2 separate regions of the Mus musculus genome follow, and region 1 is linked to region 2. The links are chromatin contacts, called in public promoter capture Hi-C maps. All regions are on one chromosome and are shown on one strand. Each heading gives the region's core, a stretch centred on a gene start, on an enhancer-like site or on the middle of the called end of the contact. The rest is flanking DNA. Distances are from core to core; before and after follow the strand shown. Region 1 overlaps Tdrd7 (tudor domain containing 7). Region 2 holds the start of Stra6l (STRA6-like).

Evidence for each region. Promoter capture Hi-C pulls out the DNA fragments that hold promoters and counts their contacts.
Region 1: a contact with region 2 is called in a promoter capture Hi-C map of the C10 cell line, with 2.0 times the contacts expected there. The contact joins the enhancer-like site here to the promoter of Stra6l in region 2. A contact is called at or near these places in 7 of 39 promoter capture datasets (the 3T3-L1 cell line, the C10 cell line, cranial neural crest and 4 more) and 1 of 9 other capture datasets (liver).

What each region holds. Positions count from the first base shown.
Region 1 is chr4:45,989,746-45,996,198 of GRCm38.p6, forward strand. It overlaps Tdrd7 (tudor domain containing 7), which reads left to right. Exons shown (of 17, transcript NM_146142.2): 4 at 305-485; 5 at 2,452-2,525; 6 at 4,562-4,779. Gm52728 (a long non-coding RNA gene) reads right to left here. Exons shown (of 3, transcript XR_003955392.1): 3 at 3,034-3,050. Among named protein-coding and RNA genes, the nearest start is that of Gm52728, 5.8 kb to the right of the region's middle. Within about 2 kb of position 3,271, at least 2 of the 459 cell types and tissues checked have an H3K27ac peak or open chromatin away from gene starts, as enhancers often do.
Region 2 is chr4:45,844,887-45,852,050 of GRCm38.p6, forward strand. Stra6l (STRA6-like) reads left to right here and starts at 4,061. Exons shown (of 18, transcript NM_028788.4): 1 at 4,061-4,211. The coding sequence starts at 4,192.

The DNA.
Region 1 (6,453 bases), core at 2,021-4,520, 140 kb after region 2:
GATGGGCGACTTGGGTGCAGGCAGAATGTGTGCACTGAGAAAGCAAGAGGGTCCTGCTGGCTTCACACCAACTGGTGGTGGCTTGGGAAGTGCTCACACAGTAGTGAGCGGAAGCAAGCACTGGCTAATGAGGCAGGCAAGACCCATCCACAGAACTCCCCAGTCTCTAGTGTCCCCTACTCACTCCTCCTTGTGTTCTTTTGATTGTTCTGGGAAGTATGACCAGCAGAAACATCTGGAGCAACATAATGAAACTACAGTCTGAGGAAGCCAGCTGATTATGTTGTATCTGCCTAATTTATAGGAAAGCCAAAGGCAACTCTCAGACAACCAGGATTTGCCTCAGATTATTCCATCAGCAGGAAACCTAATTCAGCGCTGTTAAGAGACAGAGGAAGCGCCTTGGGAGTTAAGGCTGACGTGGACATGCCGCCGTACCCAGACACTCCAGTGCAGAGGCACGCGAGCATGTCTGCCAATAGCAGGTACCCCGGGCACCATCTGGCTTAAAGGAGCAGTGTGGAGAGCTGGGTAACCACTGTTAGAAGTGTGTGTTCATAGGAGAAGCATTTTCTTCATGTTACCTGCATCACACGCATAGCTGTTAATCCTCTTACTGCCTGGTGGCATCCCCTGAGTGACCCCCGTACTGTTTCCTCCTGCTGTTGCCATCTCTCCTTGTCCAGTCAGCTGTACACACTCTAATAAGTTCTTCTAAGATGCTATTTTGTATATTCAAATTTTTCTACAAAATTGTTCTTACAGTTAGTAAGTTTCAGGTACAATCTCATTTAGCTGTATGTTCATTCACCTTTGCTCTGGTAATTGCCACAGTCAGGCAGTAGCATTTGATCTTGGTGCACTGGCACTCCTAGCCCCTGCTTGGGTGTGACCATGCCTGCGCAGCCAACTTAAGCTCATTGTTTTATGTTGTGCGGACGATTCCACACTTGTCCAGTGAAAGCATGCAGGAAGCTGATCAAACGGATTCTTTCTATTTCTAAATGTTATGCTTCTAAGAAGTCACCTAGAGGTCAGCAAGCTACAATTCAGAAACTCACTGCCTGCTTTTGTAAATACAGTTTTATAGGAGCATGGCCACACTCTGTTCATGTATGGCCTGTGTTGTTTTTTACTGCAGTGGCAGAGTTGAGTGGTTGTGCAGAGCCTGAAGTCTGTCCTGTTGGCCTCCTGACAGGAAATACGTGCTGAGCCCTGATAGAGATAAATCAGTGTCCATCTCCCTTCCAAGTTGAAAGCTGTGCCTTTCTGTAAATTTGTGATGTCATATTCCTTTAAGCTGTGTCTGCTTGGCGGTAAAGATGAGTTTTTCCTCAGAAGCTTTCCATCCAGATGCTAAATAGTTAGGAAAAATTAATTTAAAAATAGCTTGGCAGAAAGGTGTGCTTTGGCATTTTCTGTTGAGAACGTATATAGCTTAGTGCAGAGCATTGGCATGTGCTAAATCCATTATTAGTAGTTGACAGCCTGATTGCTTCTTTTAGAATTAAAATACCATTAGGAAATATGCTTCATTTGAAACAGTTTAGTTTTTAAATCTTTTGTGCTGCTCAAAATTGTGACTGCTTCCCACAATGACAAAAATACAGTCACTGTTTCCTTTGATCATGGTTCATTCAGCAAGTCTTATAACACTCACTCTCCCATGCTAGTACTAAACATTACTCAAGAGCCTGGGACACTACTGAAGGAAAAATATACACACACACACACAGAGTGAGCGAGACAGACAGACAGACAGAGGAGTAAGAATGTGGGGAGTTGATGTGGGGTGCATATGGAGGAGCATGTGGATGCATGTTGGGTGTGGGGTGCACGCCTATGTATATGGATGTGTGTGGGTGTATGTGTGCATGCATGTGTGTGGGTGTGGTTTATTCATACTTATATCTGGAAACATCTTTCTATGTGAGTCCAACAGTTGATAGTAAATTATGTTGGAAAGGATGTGAGGTAGGCAGGGGCCTATGTCTCTTTTCTCCGTGTGGTTATTCGAGCAGCCTGTCTGCTGACTTTGAAACTTCAGTTCCACTACAGCCAAGCTAAAGCTAATGTTTGTACGGTCTGCTCCTGTTCTCCAGCGCCTGGGTTAAAGGCTGTGACTGCAGCATGTCCCACTCTGTGCTGCAGCTAGTCTTGTGCATGTGGTTATGTTCCATAATAGTCCGTATTTTAAGTGTTTATTCTTCATGTGCTTTTATTTATTTATCCCTTTAAAGATGATTAGTTGAAACTCTTACTCCAGGTTCTAAAAGACTTTCAAAAACCTACTTTGAATTTAGCTTTTAACATACCTCTGAGTAAATATGAAATATGATGCCAAATGTGTTTTCATATTTTGGGATATTTTCTTAAGTTATTTTGTTGGTCAGTGACATGGGGACTTTAAATGAAAAGCAGTGTTTAAAACTTGCTGTTTTCACACCTTAGGTTCAGTCCAAAGTCATCCTTGCCAGCGTCTTTCCAGACACACATCTCAAGGGCCTGCCCTACGGAAGTCAATGGTATGTTCTCCAGATGTGCATGAGTCTCGGGCCCCAACAGAGCAATCTAATGGTGGCTTTTGACATGCGCTCTCACTTCTCCTGCATGAGATTTATCTCCCTCACTCCATTTCTAACTGCAGACTCATGGATTGAAGTGATCTTTAGAGAAAATAATGCTTCCAGTGATAACGTCAGTGTGCATTGAGGCCTCCATCACACCAGACCCATTCTGCTCCATGGCCACGTGTCACCCACTCCCTAATTAGAGAGTGAACCCTCAAGATTTGACATGCAGAGGCCTCACTTTAAGGAAACTACCTGCTCTCTTTCAAGGTCTAAATGTGGGGCTTAAATTCATAAGAGATTCTCGAGTTGCTGTACTAGTAAAAGTTGGCACTGTGAACTGTGAGGTGTGGGGCCTGGAGAAATAACTCACAAGTTCAGAGTAGTGGCTGCTCTTCCAAAGGATCCAGGTTTGATTCCCAAAGCCAATGTGGTTCCTGTCCCAGAATATCTGACACCCTCTTCTTACTTCTGCAGGCACTGCATATATGTGGAGGTGCACAGACATACATGCAGTCAAAACATCCATTCACATAAAATGAAAAAAATAAAGATTAAAATTATTTTAAATGGTGAGGTGACAGCTGGGTGTAAGTAATTATTGGTTATGAAATGAAAAGGGCCATTAGGAAACAATAGGCTAGCAAATGAAGCCAAGGAAACTGCTGGTTAGAAGTGCACCACTCCTGGACTTGCCTTTGCAAGCAGCATGTGACTCCACTGAGTACTCTCACCAAGAACAGCTTTCCGGAGGGCTGGCTCTGCTCTGTGAAATAACTGGGCAGGATTTGTTGCTTGCATTATGTCTCTTATTGAGTATAGATTCCTTTTACATAGGAGTATTCTTACAGTATTGATAATGAAAGTGAATAGTATGATTTTTGTATATAAGAACTATTTTTACATATGAATTTTCTAGATCATGACTACTCAGTGAAGTTGTATGCCTCTTTAGGAGTTTAAAATAGAATATGTTATTTCCTTAATAGGAAACAGTTATGGGTATCCTGGACCCTTCTCCTCTCTGTGCCAGTCTAAGGGTGGCAGAGGCACATCATTGTGTCTTCTAGTGAGAAGAGAGGAGTAATCACTAAGGATCCTCAAGGAAAGCTCTTTTTGGTACCTGGTATCCTTAGAGATCAGTATCCCCAGACTAGGCTATCTATCTCTTATTAGTTAATGAAGAAGAAAATAAAAATGACTTTACTTAGCAGAAAAGGTATCTGATTAAATTGTAAATAAATTTTTCATGTAGGTGTTAGATTTTGATATGTTGATATATATCCCGATAGAATTCTATGTAGGTTTGACATTATTTCCATAGTTAAAATACCACAATGGTCACAGTAACACACAGGTTTCTCTTGATTAGTATGTAAACTCAGGCATTCTGAGTTTAAATAAAAAAATAAACAGGAGTGAAAGAAGCCAGCTAAAACTTTATGAAAGATAAATGTTGAAGAAGTAGAAGCCAGACCTGTGGTTGATGTCCATAAACTAGCTAGAATCATTTTTTTGTAGATTTCAGGCTCCTGTGGATTGTTAAATTGTTTTTCTTAGTTAAAGAGAAAGTTCATCATAGTCAGAAAACCTGGACATCTTTTTATCTTTTATTAAAGCACTCTTCCTACTTTTTGTGCCTCGTAGATTATAGCTTCAGTTGAGCACTACACATATATTATCTAAAATATTGTCTCCCTTAGTTGCCATTAAAAATAAAACATTACTTTTTACTCAGAACGATTGTCATAATGTTCAAAGTAAACTATAAAGTATCCCTGCAAAATGAAGGGATAAGTCCTCTCATTGAAGGTGTCTTGGCTTTGCTGCTAGAACTCAGGGATAGTAGATGAGGCAGTCCTCAGAGCCGCTCAGCTTAGTCCACAGGTTTCTAAGTTCAGGATCCCAGAGCCCACAGCATAGCAGAGTCAGAGACACAAATGCTAGGTAATGGAATAATCTATTAATTCTATCATTCTTTTAATTTAAAGATAATTTAAATCAGACTGTTGAGAAACCAAATATCACGCCTCCTGCCTCTTACACTAATAAGATGGATGAGGTTCAAAACCGCATAAAGGAAATATTAGACAAGCATAACAATGGCATTTGGATATCTAAGCTTCCACATTTTTACAAAGAGTTTTATAAAGAAGACCTTAACCAAGGAGTTTTACAGCAGTTTGAACACTGGCCTCACATTTGCACGGTACGTGTTTCCTTCTTCTTCCCCTCTATGCCCCCTCCCTGCCCAGCTTGCAGGTCCCAAGTTAGTAGTCGCAGAGCAGAATGCTGCTCATAATGCTGCCATGAGCTTCTGACTAACTGTCTCTGAGATTAACACACGTGGCTTCTTACTCCTACAAACAAATGACGAGCTTGGAGTGCTGTTACCTATTTTGTCTGAGTTTTAAGATGCATTTAATATTTGGTAATATGTACTGTGTACCATTTTGTGTTGATTGAACTTCTGCCAATAAACATTGGCTGTTGTGCCATTTTAGTTTATTGGTCACAGTTTGTATTAGTCCTAGTTTGTATATGCTTATCCTTGAGCATTTTTAAAGGCTTTTCAGTTGGAACAAATTTATTTCATTTGTGCTAATTGTAATTGTTTTTACATGGAACTTGATTTGTTCTAGAGCTGATACTGTAATCATATAGTCATATTTGAGATCTGTGCAGGTTGTCCTCATGATAGAAGCTTTAGATCGAAAGTTCTTTGTAGCCGCCTCTGCTCAGAGTTCATGATTATCAGATGGTGGATCAGAATAGTTTGTTAGAAGTTTTATTCCAGCCAGAGGTAGAGACAGTTGGATTCTTACACCCAAGTACTTTCTAGATGTTTCTTAATTATCAGTATAGAATCTATTTTTAAAATGTAGTTAGCTGGGTGTGGTGGCCCACGCCTTTAATCCCAGTACTTGGGAAGCAGAGGCAGGCAGATTTCTGAGTTCAAGGCCAGCCTGGTCTATAAAGTGAGTTCCAGGACAGCCAGGGCTACACAGAGAAACCCTGTCTCAAAAAACCAAAATAAAAAAAAAACCTGTAGTTGTCCTAAATGACAGCATTAACACCTGCTTGGTGCTTCTGCATTTGTAGAATCAGTTTCTTGGAGTCCGTGTGTTATGAAAGAGGGCGTTCTTTATCATACATTTCGGTTTCTATACCTATTGGGCAAAAGGACAGGCAGTCTCATCTTCCGGGCTCCTGGCCTAAGACAAGCATGTGTTTTGGCACTATTTCCCCATAGGCTAGAGTTCCCTCTGAGTCTCATGCTCAGTTCCAGGCACCACACATCCATTCACATGACACTGCTCCTGCTCATCACTGCTCTGAGCACTGAAAGCGTAGGAACTGAAGTCTAGTAAGGTAAAGAGCTATGAAAAAAAAAGGGGGGGGGTTAGGGCAGTGTGGCCAGGGTTAGAATACTCTCTATGAAGTAGGCAAACAAGAACTGTCAAACTCTGGAGACACTTCTCTGTTCCCCTGTAAGTGCGGAATAACAAATGTTCTGGAAAAAGTTGTCTGTAGTGTTTAAAGTGTAAAACCTTGTTCCTAAGGTGGGAATTCTGTTTCCCTTTATTTGGGGAAGATTCCCTCCCGGATACAGTATGTTGATATTCCCTCTGCCACCTTACTTCTAAGGAGCTTGTTAGGAGTTTGTTGGCCTGAGTTTCAGCTCATATTAGATGTATACCATCCCTTGATTTTAAAATTCCATTGACAATTTTGAACTTTAAAGTTTTAATGGCCCTGGAGCTTTTTATGGTCATGATACAAAGATAACAGGCTGCTAGGTTTGGATAAGAAATTCTTTAGCACCTAAGTTTAAAGAATAAGCAGTGTGTTGTGTTTTTGTTGCTTTGTATATACTTCATGA
Region 2 (7,164 bases), core at 2,811-5,310:
AAGGGGACCTGCGTTGCGGACACACGGCCGGCGGGGTGGGGTGGGGGGTGGTGGAGGGGGAGGAGTGGGGGAGCGCGGCTTGCTTTGCTTTCTTGTCTCCAGTTGTTGAGTTGGAGACTCATGGAGCCCATGCTGTCCTAGATCTTACTATGCAGCCAAAGATGATCTTAAACTCCCAATCCCCCGCCACCTCTACCTTCCAGGTGTTAAGGTTTATAGACCTGAGGCCAGGTGCATGCTGGGTAAGCTCTCTACCAACTGAGTTACATCCCCCAGCCAGAGAACATTTGTAATAGCCAGCTATGGCAGGAACTAACCCAGTCCTGCATAGTGAAAACTCACTCGAGAAAGGTATTAATTGGCTCTTCCTCCCATCCACCCTCCACACTCACCCCTACAACAGTGACAGAGTTCACTGAGTTTTGTACAGACTGAGCAAGACTCCACCCGTAGAAGCCACATGGCTCTTAAGGTAGAACAGGGTTGAAGACCTGGTTTCTGATTATCCCAGCCCAGGTCTCATATTCTGTCCCTGCATGCCTTTAGTTTAAGTGACTCTCATTCTTGATATTATAAAAGTATCCTTCAAATGAATTCTGGTCCTACCATCTCAATGGCTTCTTGAGACCCGAGCCTTCTCAGAACAGCCTGAAAAGATCATCTCCTTCCAGATCAAAGGTCATGGAATGCCCAGCTGTGAGGTTTGGTTTTATTTATTTATTTGGTTCCCAGGTCTATTTGCGAACACAGAAGAAATGGAAGCCAACTATAAATTCTTTCTTTCTTTCTTCTAAGATTTATTTATTTATTTTATATATGTGAGTATACTGTCGATGTTGTTGTCTTTAGACACACCAGGAAAGGGCATCAGATTCCATTACGGATGGTTGTGAGACACCATGTGGTTGCTGGGAATTGAACTCAGGACCTCTGGAAAAGCAATCGGTGCTTCTAACCGCTGAGTCATCTCTCCAGCCCTATAAATTCTTTCCCAAAGAGAGAAAAGCATTTCTCAGTTAAGGATCACACCCAACCCCAGAAAGCATTTAGTGTCACACAGGGATAAAACCATACTAGGTGTCCCAGACGGCAGAGTTCTTTGTTCCTTTACTTAATAATTAAGTCATATTTCTATAGAAGGAGTGGAGGTAGTCCAGTGACAAATTCCTGACCCTCAGAAAGCAAGTGCAGCCATTGTGACACACTGTTCAGTTTCTTTCTGTGGCTTCACCCACAGAAACACAGGGACCAAAGACAGTGACGTCTCTACTAGGTTCTAGTACATTCCACCATTGCTGTCCTTGCTCTGCCCATGTGCAGCCCCCCTCCACAGAGGTCTCGGGTTGAGGGTCATAGGGCTCTTCTCTATACAGGGCTCTGGCTTCTTGTTACTTGTTTTGTTTTATAAATCAGTGACCTTACAAACTCAGAGAGACCTTTCGTGTATTCCAAAGCTGGAAGAAGAGTCAGTGTACGTTGACTAGATGAAATAATATTCACAAAGGCACCCATAGGCTGGCATCCTGGAGAGACATCAGCTGTGGGAGAGACATCAGCTGTGGGAGAGACATCAGCTGTGGGAGAGACATCAGCTGTGGGAGAGACATCAGCTGTGGGAGTACCTTAGACACTTATCAACTTCTAGGTTTAGATTCAACATGGAATCTTCAGGGAAGGCAAGAAAATCTAAGGGGGCATGGACAGAGGGGCCACAGGGGGCACATGGCAGCCCCTCAGATATGAAGGGGCTCACACATGAAACTCCCCTGAACTTACTCACCTGGGAACAAATGCTTGGGGTTTTCTGCATTAGGTGGTTAGGTGGCTGCCTTCCCATCATGCCCTGGGCCAGTGACAATTCAACAATGACCTTTTCTTATGGGTGTGAGGAGAATGGTCACAGTCATCTAAAAGTGGAACACATTCACTTGCAGTCTGGCCAGGAGCCAGGAGGACCTACAGTAAGCACCTCCAGAAGAGATAGCATCTAAATGCTTAGCAATGAGCTGGGCACCGGCACTAGAGAGCTGCCAATCCATTGAAGCAACCGCCGTTCCCAGGAGGAGCTTCCTGTGCCTCTCTGACTGCAGGGACCCAGGAGAGAGCTGAGTTGCACTGGGGCCTCCTGTATTCCTTTCTACCTTCCTTTTAAGTCCATCTTGACACCCAGCATTTGTGGAAACTCATCAGTATCCCAAACACTGTACTTATTCAGATCTGATCAGGGGTCTGAACCGCTGTGATCCATCAGGAGTGCCGGGACTCGATCGCCAGTATCTGTGGTGTGACTGGATGCTCAGCTGGCTGGGATTCACTGTCAGGCAACTCTACTAAACACCTGCAGTGTCCTTGCTCACTTTAGCCTCAAATGTCCATAACCCAGGTGCAGCGCACTCATCTTCAGATGGGATGCAGGAGACTGACGGCTTACCGAGTTACGAGGCTGCTGCTGCTTCTGCTTCTTCTGCTTCTTCTGCTTCTTCTGCTTCTTCTTCTTCTTCTTCTTCTTCTTCTTCTTCTTCTTCTTCTTCTTCTTCTTCTTCTTCTTCTTCTTCTCCTTCTCCTTCTCCTCCTCCTCCTCCTCCTCCTCCTCCTCCTCCTCCTCCTCCTCTTCCGCCCCTCCTTCCCCCTCCCTCGCCCTCTTCCTCTTCTCCATTTTATTTATATGAGTACACTGTAGCTGTTTCCAGACACACCAGAAGAGGGCACCAGATCCCTTTACAGATGGTTGTGAGTCACCATGTGGTGGCTGAGAATCGAACTCAGGACCTTTGGAAGAACAGTCAATGCTCTTCATCACTGAGCCAGCTCTCCAGCCCCCTAGGCTTCTTAATGGTGGAGCTGACTCTCAAGATTTCAAACCACAGCACCCATCAGGGTTCCACACATCCAGAAGACTCACCTGTGTGACAGGAGATGAATTTTGCTCAAGCCAAGATGGCATTGCAGGAGTGAGTGGGGCTGTTTCGGGCAGTGGTGGAAAGATCAAGTGGGTGATACCATTGTCTAGGATATCAATGTCCGCACCTGTTCCAAGCCTCCCTCCCACCATAGCTGATTAGACTCTCTGGGTAGGCTCTAAGCTCAGGTACCAAAGCATGGACTCCTAGCATTTAGGACATGACCATCTTTGGAGACAGGGCCATTAAGGAAGTCATTAGGCTAACTTGAAACCTTATTCTTAAAATAGGGGACTTGGGACTTCAGGTGCCAACAAAGTCCTCTGTCCTCTAGGAAGTATTAGAAAGGGTCAGGTGAGCTCTGTGACAAGTCAGCCCATGTGTCATTGACGGCTTACAAGTAAGTCAGCTTTAGTTTTTTGCCTGTGGGCTAGACTGTGAGGGGACAGCATGTAAGGGCCAATGCTCTAAGCATGGTGACTCAAGGTCTTGTGTTCCCCAGTTCTTGTGATTCCCCTCCCGTGGGAAAGAGGAAGTGGTGGGCTCTCTCAGTCCTTAAGCACACTGTGCAGAGGGGGCACCCAGCACTCCTGCACCTGTCCCACAGGAATCCTTGTTGGGCAGTTGCTCTCAGATGCCAGGGTGGCTGGAGTCTGGCCTTGATGAGGAAGAGTTACCAAGTAGTAGCCTTACTCTCCGCGCAGAGAATGTGAAGCTCATGGATGAGCCGCTAGCAGGCTCTGTCATGTATCTCTGTCACGATCTCAAACCTGTCTCCCCTCATTTCTCCAAACAAGAGGCTGGCTGCCAGTGTCCAAGGAGAACCTCTAAGCCAGCCGTCCTGGTTTACGGCTTGGAGACCTAGTTTATTACCTGTAATAATTTTTTATAGCTAGCCAAAGGCACACAGCTGCCAGGCAAAGCCGGCAGACAGCTGGGGGTGGGTGGTCCTGGGACCACAGCTGGGGCGGGGGTGAGGAGTGGGGGGTTGCTGTGTGAAAGGAATAGCAGCAAGGCCAAGGGGGAGGCAGCAGAAGAGAGGAGCCTCCGCTTGTGGATTGAGAATCAGAGGAGCCAAAAGTGTTGTGAAACCAGGAAGAGGGCTGCTGCCTGATTTCACTCCCAAGTAAATGTTTCACTGGGTATTTGCCTTTTCTCAGAGTCTGGGTCTACAGATCAAACTGGGGAGAATAGGAGCTCATGGGAAGCCGTCATAAACAAGCTTCCGAGGAACGGAGCAGCCCCAGGACCGCAGCATCCACAGTACCGCGCACAGTCGTCCTTCAGCAAGATGCTTGCTGCCAGCACAAGGTGAGCGGCAGAGACTGAGCAGAGATGGGTCACTCCTCACGGCTCTTTTGATGTTAGAGATTAACAGACTGGGAGAAAGACACGGACTGGCTAATCTGCAGGCAGGCGGACATGAAAAGGCAGAACTATGGTAGATTTCCTCCGTGTCAGTCAGAGCCACGGTGAGTGGGCAGAGCCCAGGTCAGAGGATCCTGACCGAATCCTGACTGCAGTCTTCTGACATGGTTTCTTCATCTGTTACTCTGGTGTAAAACTCCCCATCCTTCCTCGCCCTTTTTAATTGATATTTTATAATTGTCCGCATTTATGGAGTACACTTTGATGTCTTCATATGTGTAGGAAACACTGATCTGACCTCAAATATTTACCATTTCCTTGTGGCAAGACAGCCCTTCCCCTCCCCCGTCTGCTATGTAGCCAATTGTTAATTCTAGTCACCCTGCTGGGCCACAAAACAGCAGCACAGCAGTGGCCCCTTTTCCTCATAGCTGTAACTTTGTATGGTGGCCAGCCTCTCTCACCAGCCTCCTCCTTCTCCCTCCTCTCTTGTCCCAGCCTGCCCTTGTGTCAGCCTTTTCTGGTGGCCCTAGATGAGTGATGTCATGCATTGCTTATCTTCCTGCAATGCCCTCTGGGCTCATCTATGTTGACAGGATTTCCTTCTTTATTTGAGTTTATTTAAGTTATGGATGTAACTTATTCTCTTTGCCCTGAAGTTGGACCTGGTGGTAGACACCATGTTTCAGCTGTTGTGAATATTAAGCATGAATGCATCTACCGCTTTGAAAACACTACTTTCATTTCCTTGGTCGATGTCTCCACTAGTGGAAATGTTGAATTGAGAGGAAGTTGGATTTTTAGTTTTTTGAAGACTCTCCATGCCTTCTCCCATGATGGTCAGGCTGATTTACCCCCAGTGCGTGCAACTGTCCTCTTTTCTCCGCCCTCAGCAGCATCTGCCTTCTTGCTGAGAATAGCCTTTCTGACAGGAGAGGGTGAGCCCACAAACTTGAGAGCATCAAAGGAGAACTGGGATGGGAAGGATGGAGGATCAGGGAAGTTCTAGTCCTGCCCAGATGGTAGGAACTGAGACTCGCACTCTGACCTGAGAACTTGGGGAATCAAGAGCAGAAAACAGGCCCACTGCCTTCTGGAGTCCCAGGATCTGGTCAGAATGCTAAGAGATCCCAAAGTAGACAGGAGAGAAGGGAGCCATGGAGACAAAGAAGGCATGATGGGAGTTATCTAGAGGATAGGTAAATGGAGAGGGCTGAGCATCTCTGGAGGGTGTGGGAAGGGAATGGTGTGCTGTAGAGTCCAAGAGAGCCTGCCCCTCTCTCTCCAGTGGGCTCTGTGGCTGGGGGAGAGCAGGAGAGGCTGAGGTGACAGGGCCTGATGCCATCAGATGTGGGTTTCTAGAAAGGTGGCTCTGGTCCACATGGCGGATGGGTCAGAGATGGGGCAGAGGGCTGCTGTATGGTCTAGTGACAATGATCATTACCTGGGCTACGAGCAAGGACAGAGCTGAGCGGATTCCACAGGGATGGAGGAGCCAGCCAGAGTCGCTCTGGATCTGTGATGTGGCCAGATGGGCATGTGGAGCCACTGCTCCTGCAATGAGGACTTCGGAGGATGAGCTGGTTAGAGGGACAGGCTGACCTGTGGCTCCATGGGACAGTGAGAAAGTGTTCCTCAGGAGGAAGGCACCTGGTGTGGCTGTGCAGAGGGGACTCAGTCCACCTTTAGGCCAGTTGTGTGCCGAAAATATGTGTGTGTATACATATACATATATATGTGTGTGTATAAAAGTGTATATATATGTGCATACACACAAATTATAATATATTTTAAAATTTATTTTCCCCCATTTCCTTTCATCTGTATGGATGTTTTGCCTACAAGTATGTCTGTTCACCACGTCTATGCCTTGTGCCCGTGGAGATGATATCAGATCCTCTAGAACTGGAGTTACAAATGGTTGTGAGCTTCCAGATGGATGCTGGGAATCAAACCCAGATCCTCCCCCAAAGCAGCCAGGGCTCTTAGCCATGAGCCATCTCTCTGCCCCTGATAAAATAAACCTTCAGACAAAGAATGGTAGGGAGTAGAAACAAACCTCTTTCTTCTTCAGTCAACCTTTTCTTTTTTTTTTTGGTTTTTCGAGACAGGGTTTCTCTGTGTAGCCCTGGCTGTCCTGGAACTCATTTTGTAGACCAGGCTGGCCTCAAACTCAGAAATCCACCTGCCTCTGCCTCCCTCAGTCGACCTTTTTATTTTTTCATGATGGCTGCTCTGAGTACTTCAGATACACACGACAACAGCCATGCGTGCTCCCCACGGAAGGGCAGCAACCAGGAGCTGCCCATGCCTGGCCAGGAAATATAACAAGTAGAGAGATGGAGACTGGGAACAGATGTCTGCACACAGGGAAGAGAAGGGGCCAGGGAGAAAACAGAATGGAAGCAGAATGTGCATATGTGGGCCCCTGGAATCTCTCTCCTGATTCTTAGGGGTTGTTCCCCAGTGACCAGCTGAGAGCAGAGTGTCTCTGAGTCCCAGGATCCCAGCAACGGCAGCAGAACTGGGGTGACACAGGGTTGTGGTCTTTGTGTGGCTTCTTTGATTGATGAGGCTGGCAGCTCAAGGGAGCAGCTGGGACATCTCATCAGAGGCATCCTGCCATGACCCACATTGCTGGGCTGGCCGTAAGGCCAGAGAGAGCCAGGGCAGCCATCCTGGCTATTGGTTAACAAAGTGAGGACTGCAACCCATGCAATCCTGAGTATGGCTAGGGGCCCAGGACAGAGCCCTGACTCTGTAGCCCTGTGACAGTGACTCACTGAGCAGAGGAGGGGAGGGGCCAGAGGGCTGATCCTGGGAGGAGGGGCACCAGGAGAGTGGCCAGGTGTTCTGGGAAAGCGGCTCAGCCCCAGGAATCCCTTTCAGCTCACCA